Linked DNA regions of Mus musculus: region 1 is linked to region 2. The links are chromatin contacts, called in public Hi-C maps. All regions are on one chromosome and are shown on one strand. Each heading gives the region's core, a stretch centred on a gene start, on an enhancer-like site or on the middle of the called end of the contact. The rest is flanking DNA. Distances are from core to core; before and after follow the strand shown. Region 1 overlaps Mylk (myosin, light polypeptide kinase). Region 2 holds the start of 1700119H24Rik (RIKEN cDNA 1700119H24 gene).

Region 1 (3,307 bases), core at 525-3,024, 33 kb after region 2:
TCACCGAGTGTATAAGCAGATTTAACAATGGAAGTAATTATAGGTTGATGACTTTTCAAGCCATGAACTTGAAAGCTAGTGCGAGTGTCACTGTTGTATGTTGGTTCTGAAGTACCCAAGGACTACAAGAAAGGTTCATGAGGAAATAAATGGCTGGCAGTCACTGGTAAGAGGAGAGTTTGAAGGTCAGACATGGTGGAGGAGTCAGGAGGCTGGGCTGAGGAGACCAGAGCTTGCCAATATGTATCTGGCTCCTTTTCCAGTCAGAACTGGCCCACTTCAGGGGATGTCTGTGTGAGTCAGGTGCTCTGGGACCTGGGGAAGCCCCCATCATGCCTTGCTCTGGGTAGCCTTCAGTACTAATCACCATGTTCTTTCTGAACCTCCTTGTCTCCTCCAGAGCCAAAGGATGAAGTGGAAGTGTCCGATGATGGTGAGTGAGGCCGGCTGTCTTTGGGACAGGATCTTGGGATGAAGGGGCTGGGAAGGGGGAATCTCATGGCTCACACCCACCCTGACCTGTGCCCCACAGACGAAAAGGAACCTGAGGTTGATTACCGGACGGTGACTGTTAACACTGAACAGAAAGTGTCTGATGTGTATGACATTGAAGAGCGACTAGGATCGTAAGTGGAGTTTATAACTGCCTCTGGGCCCCAGGGTACAGGTACAGGACCCGCAGTTCATCCCAGCACCTCTTCCTGTGTTCTCTCAGACACCGCTTCTTCCAAAACCAAGAGTCTCCAGATGGGGAGGGAATGACTCACAGGCTCATGCCTCACCAGGGGCCTTCTCTGGAGCTGCTCCTGTGGCTCTGTACAGACCCAGCTCTGTAGGAGCCTTAGGTGAGGCCCCCTATGTCTCTGCTCACAGCACAGCACCAAACGGAAGGACGGGGTTTGAATCAAGTCTTTAGCATCCCTTGCACAGGGTCCAAAGTAGCTCAGCTTGGCTCTCCTTCTCTGTTTCATTGACAGTGGGAAGTTTGGACAAGTCTTCCGACTTGTGGAAAAGAAAACTGGAAAAATCTGGGCAGGGAAATTTTTCAAGGCCTATTCCGCCAAGGAGAAAGACAACATCCGTCAGGAGATCAGCATCATGAACTGCCTCCACCACCCCAAGCTGGTCCAGTGTGTGGATGCCTTCGAAGAAAAGGCCAACATTGTCATGGTTCTGGAGATGTGAGTGGCACCGTAGTCTGAGAACCTCTTCCTGTGTCCTTCCCACTGTCCCAACCCAGCCACCTCTGCCACACAAGGTGTGATGGGCAAGATACTCACTGTCACCAGGACCATGGCTGATCAGTGGGAACCAGAACTGGCCCTGACCCACTGAGCAGCAGTCTGCTAGCCTTGGGACCCCTGTACCCACTGTCCTCCTGACTTCTTGTCTAATCTTATCTTTTTAACATATAAATTCACACTAAAAATGATAAGAAAACAGAAAATGGTCTTACTCCCATCCATTCATTCATCTTTCCTGTTTCTACACTACTAGAGGCAAATCATGGGGGGGGGGGGGGGCGTTTCTTATATTCTTCCAAAGTTCTTTATAAAAATGCAAGCAGAGATATAACATCTGCATTTTTACTGTCCTGGAATTTATCACAATGTGTGCCTTGAACTCAGTGTCCAGCACTGGGTAGTTTTCAGTAAGCTGATATCACAAGCCTTGGGTCCTCTGAACTCCGAGGGACCTCAGGTTACATACACCACGGTGTGCATTTGAGCCATCTGCGTTTGATAAGAGACCGGGTGGTTTCATGCCTCTTTCGCTTTTGCGAGCATTGCTTGCCACCTTGTGCATGTGTATTTTCCATGACGCCTGTGCACACCCATGGCCTCCGTCCCAGAAATGAAAGTTCACAAGGTGAAAGGGCACGTTCATTTGAGGATTTTCAAGGTATCCTCAGGCTGCACATCCTGAGCTTCAGAATCAGTTCTTTGGAGAAGAGAAGCTTTCTACTCTGGCTGGCGCTCTTGCGCAGGAGGGGCCAGGCCCGATGGCTGCCTCTTCTCACCCCCCCTCACAGTGACATTAGGCATGTTCCTCTCAGAAAGCGCTCTTGGGACAGACAAAAACGGTTGAAAGTGCAGATCAGAGTCAGTTAACCTTACGCAGATCCCAGCCGCACCCCACATGATGTGACCTTGAATAAGTTAATCAGCTCTGACAATCCTTAGTTTCACTGTGAACAGCCTGTTCTCTCTCTCTCTCCCTCTCTCTCTCTCTCTCTCTGTCTCTCTGTCTCTCTCTCTCTCTCTGTCTCTCTCTCTCTCTCTCTCTCTTCTCTCTGTCTCTCTGTCTCTCTCTCTCTCTCTGTCTCTCTCTCTCTCTCTCTCTCTCTCTCTCTCTCTTCTCTCTCACACACACACAGTGGATGCTGTGGGATTAGGTAGAATTGTTCTGTGAGGCTCAGTGCTCGGCCATAGACTGCTATTAAAAGAGTGATGGGTTGACTTTTCCCTGTATTCTGGTTTGTTTTCCACTTAAAAGTAGCCCTGGAGCATTTTAGCATCTACGTAGCTGCTGTGGATCAAGTCCTTTCTAATTCTCAGAAAGCCAGCCTTCAAGCTCTCTGACTACTGAAATGAGATTTTTTATTTTTAATTGTTAGGTCCTACCAGCCAAAGGGTATTTAGATTAAATAATATCAAGGCTCCCACTTGGCTGTAGAATTCTACTTTCCTTAGAATCATAAACGACTCAGAGAATATCTTCATCAGTATTTTTTGGTCAGGTTCACCACCACCCACTTTTAGGAATATTACCTCCCTGCCTGTGACTCTGTCACGGCTCTCCAAGTCTTTGTGGACTGAGAATTCCTATTTGTTTTAGAGTGGATTGCTTAGTTTGTACAGTGTGGGTACGTGAGGACATGGAGAAAAGTCTTATCTTTAGAAGTTAAACCTTAGGCAAGTTCACAGCAGAGGGGCGGAGGGGTGGCAGGAGGCAGGCAAACCTGGGTAAGGGCAGTCTGCAGCACCAGTGGGCAGAATACCATACTTAGCTTGGAATTGGGACTTGGCAAGCTGGGTGGAAAAAAGGCAGAGAAATGTAAGGAGGTTTCAGCTGGTCTGGCTTCCATCCCCACACCCCACTCCTCCCCCACGGACAGAGCGAGTCTCACAAGCATAGATGCCAGATCGGCCTCTATTGAGGTGAGGATTAAGATTGCCCTGTGATAGGAACTGAACCAGGGCTCTTCCCTTCCAACCTAGTCCAACATATAGCCACAAGCAAAGAAAAGGTTGACGGTCAGCAGGCCAGTTGAGAGAAATTAAATGTATTCCAGAGTCCCAGCCTC
Region 2 (3,150 bases), core at 479-2,978:
TAGAAGGGGCCCTGTGGACAGAGCACAGATGTCATCTAGAATAAGTGTAACCAGGGAAGCGGGTAAAGTGCATGTCTCCAACCCCTGCCATTGATGGGTGCAGTACCACTCCTCACAGGGAGCCCAGTCTAGCCAAGACCAGCTGAGGCTGCCCATCCTGGAAGCAAGGACAGTCTGTTAGCCCTTCCTCAGCCAAGCCACAGGAATGTGGCCAGAGCCCTGGCTGGAAAATCCCCTCCTCCCTCTGAACTTCCTCCTCCAGAGCGGAAATGAAGGATGAGGACAGGAAGGGGCTTAGGGGGAGGTGCCTTCCATCCTCTCCCCCAAAGAGTAGTAAAAACACTGCCCGGTGATTGTCATTCAGCCAGCAGCTTCTTATCTAAGTCCTGAGTGGTTTTCCCACAACGTTTGAAAGTCCAGTCTCATTGGTACTCAGGGGTTTTCTGTTCAGTTCCACCCAGCCTGCAGTGCCATTCTCCTTTGTCCACAAGAGACCCTCCCCCAGTTGAAAGTCCAGTCTCATTGGTACTCAGGGGTTTTCTGTTCAGTTCCACCCAGCCTGCAGTGCCATTCTCCTTTATCCACAAGAGACCACCCCCCTAGTATTGTACCCACCCCCAGCATTTTCTGAGCTCTACTGTAACATGGAAGAAGGAACTTGCTGCCAGCATCAAGCAGTGGCCACTGCAGGAATTCATAGGCCTGCCTTGAGGAGGTACCCCAAAAGCCCCTGACTGAGTCCCAGCCTCCGTCTCAGAGAGACTATGCCAGTGGCTGACTCTGAAGCCCTCAATTGGCTAGGCCTGACCCAGTGCAAAGGCAAGCCTTAGAAATCTAAGGCCATAAACACCGTTCAGTCCATGAGTCCAGAGGTCCAGAGGGCCCAGTCTTCTCCTCCCTCTGTGTGAGGCCTTTACCTTTGCAGAGAGCCTTTGGAATGTAGAACATTTAAAGGAGAGAATCAAAGCCCAGTGTGGGCAAAGGGAATTGAGAGCCTAGGCCCTGCTAAGTGGCCTTAGTCCTGGCAGTGTCTGGGGCTGCAGTTGGGAGCAGTCACTAGCTCCCTGGCCTGGCCATCCATCCTGCCAGCGACTGTTCTAGCCACCTGATTTATCAGGTCCATCCAGCAGGCTCTCCTTCTTTGGTACTCCCCTGGAGGAAGGGCCCACTGCAGGCGCCACTTGGCGGGCACAGAGGGCCTCTGGGTGGAACGTAGGGGTGGGTGGGCCAGCTAGGGTCAAGGTAGGGTTCTGACTGAGGGCCTCCCCTACTCAGCTCCTCAGATAGCCACTCACTGATGTTTGTGTTCCTTTTTTTTGTTCCAGATGCTCAGACCAGTGAGAACACCAAGGCCCCGGAGATGAAATCCCGGAGACCCAAGAGCTCTCTTCCCCCTGTGCTAGGAACAGAGAGTAAGTGCTGCGCGCTGGGCTTTACCATACAAAGGCAGGAGTGGTGGCAGAGTCCCAGCTTCCTGGTCACCAGCTCTGTCCTGAACTCCTTGGGGACAAGCTTCTGCCCATCTCCCTGAGTGCCCTATGTCCCCCTGACTACTAAGCCAAATTACCTTTCCTCAAACCCCTGCCAGTCTCTCTTCACCCCATCCACAGCCTGCGTATGTTACCCGTGGTCTTCATCTTCCTGACCACAGCCCTTTCCACCTCCCACGTCACTTTCGGTTGGCACTTAAACCCCTGTGGGGACTGTCCTTCTTCTTTAAGTTGATTCTGTCCTGTCAAGGGAGCCTTCCTAAATTGTTACTCTGCCCTTATGACATCATCGGGAATGTCCAAAGGTCCTCAGTGCCCACAGACTCCCACAAGTGAGCCTCTCATCTATTGTGTATGCACAGGTGCTGTCCCCTGTGCACCCTGACTGCCACCTCTCTCCATGTTCTGCTGTGCTCCCTCACAGCTATGCCACACAGAGCTCCTCACTGCGCTCTGGGGAGCTCCATGGAGCAGTTATAAAATATAGCCTACATAATCAAACTATAATACCTATCAAATAAAATTATATAATAGATAGACACCTAAAGCTCTCAAAGGCCGTAATACAGCCCTGCCTTCTGCTGTAATTACTAGTGCGATTTTATTAGCCGAACTACTTTCTGACATTCCCAGTTTTTATAGGGCACAGAGTTGCTTGGACATCCCCAGAACACTCTAAGTTTTAAAATAAACTTTTTTTAACAGAAAGCCAGGCGTGAGGCACGCTTGCAATCCCAATATTTGAGAAGCTAAGGGGAGGCCAGCCTCGGCTACATAGTGAGTTCTACGCTAATCTGAGATTCAGAGTGAGACTCAAAAAAAGTAAGATTAAGAAAAACCAACTAAACAACAACATCAACATCAGAAGAGAAGCTCTCGCTTCTGCTAGTGGAGGACAGTGATGGGTCTCACTGTTCGGAAGAGCGCTTCCCTTTAGTTATCAGACAGTGGTTTATGGCTGCTTTATTCTTTTCTTTGTAAAAGCAGTGCTTTTGCCTTGCTGGTGCTGAACTCTTGGAACACAGCTCATCAGCCTGAGGTCAGAAGTCCTCAGCCTTCATGGAGGGGTAGCCAAAGTGGATTTATAATTTCTCCTAGATGTTTACACAAAGTGAGACCCACTCAGACAGCAAAGGAGCCACGACTGCTCAGAGCAGACTTTAATAAGCTGTTAAGAGCCCAGGCACAGCCGTAGGGACCCAGGAGGAGTGAGTTAGTAGTGTTACTCTCCAGAACTGTTGCCTGGGCCTTGCTGTGCTACCTATGGGAGACCATGAGAGGGGAGATGTTGTGACTTGCTCAGTGATGAGGCTGCTCACCTGACAGGGACAGAGGTCCAGCCACCTCCCGTCTTCAGGTCTGGAACATCCTTTAGGTCTGTGCGGTCCCAAGGAAGGTGAGGCAGGGTCAGAGCAGAACTGTGGGAGAAAAACAAGTGCCATGAGGCTGGGAGACAAAGCAGACCAGCTCTGGGCACTTTGCCCCGCAGAGCAGAGTCCTTGGAAAACCCCAGCCAAGTTGTCCTCATCCTACTGGCAGCTATAGCTGGGGATTAGATTCACCTGGAGAACATGGAAACCACCCCGCCCAGGCTGCCCCCAGACCAATTAAACAGAAACTCAAGGGTGGCAGCTGGATTTCCGTGGTTTTGTTTATATTT

The links. A called contact is a pair of places that touch in the nucleus more often than the background predicts.
Region 1: a contact with region 2 is called in a Hi-C map of liver, with 2.8 times the contacts expected there. The contact joins the enhancer-like site here to the promoter of 1700119H24Rik in region 2. A contact is called at or near these places in 2 of 39 promoter capture datasets (the C10 cell line and liver), 4 of 15 datasets of contacts at CTCF or cohesin (the NIH/3T3 cell line, embryonic stem cells and stem cell-derived epiblast-like cells), 48 of 484 Hi-C or Micro-C datasets (the AML12 cell line, B cells, the C2C12 cell line and 24 more), 11 of 115 datasets of contacts at active chromatin or transcription factors (the HPC-7 cell line, the NIH/3T3 cell line, a colorectal cancer cell line and 8 more) and 2 of 9 other capture datasets (adipose tissue and liver).

The regions. Positions count from the first base shown.
Region 1 is chr16:34,970,842-34,974,148 of GRCm38.p6, forward strand. Mylk (myosin, light polypeptide kinase) reads left to right here. Exons shown (of 32, transcript NM_139300.3): 23 at 401-433; 24 at 533-626; 25 at 978-1,181. Among named protein-coding and RNA genes, the nearest start is that of E130310I04Rik, 14 kb to the left of the region's middle. Within about 2 kb of position 1,775, at least 8 of the 459 cell types and tissues checked have an H3K27ac peak or open chromatin away from gene starts, as enhancers often do. A contact at or near this core is called in liver, where this site is marked.
Region 2 is chr16:34,937,601-34,940,750 of GRCm38.p6, forward strand. 1700119H24Rik (RIKEN cDNA 1700119H24 gene) reads right to left here and starts at 1,729. Exons shown (of 3, transcript NR_040536.2): 1 at 1,568-1,729. It overlaps Mylk (myosin, light polypeptide kinase), which reads left to right. Exons shown (of 32, transcript NM_139300.3): 18 at 1,326-1,412.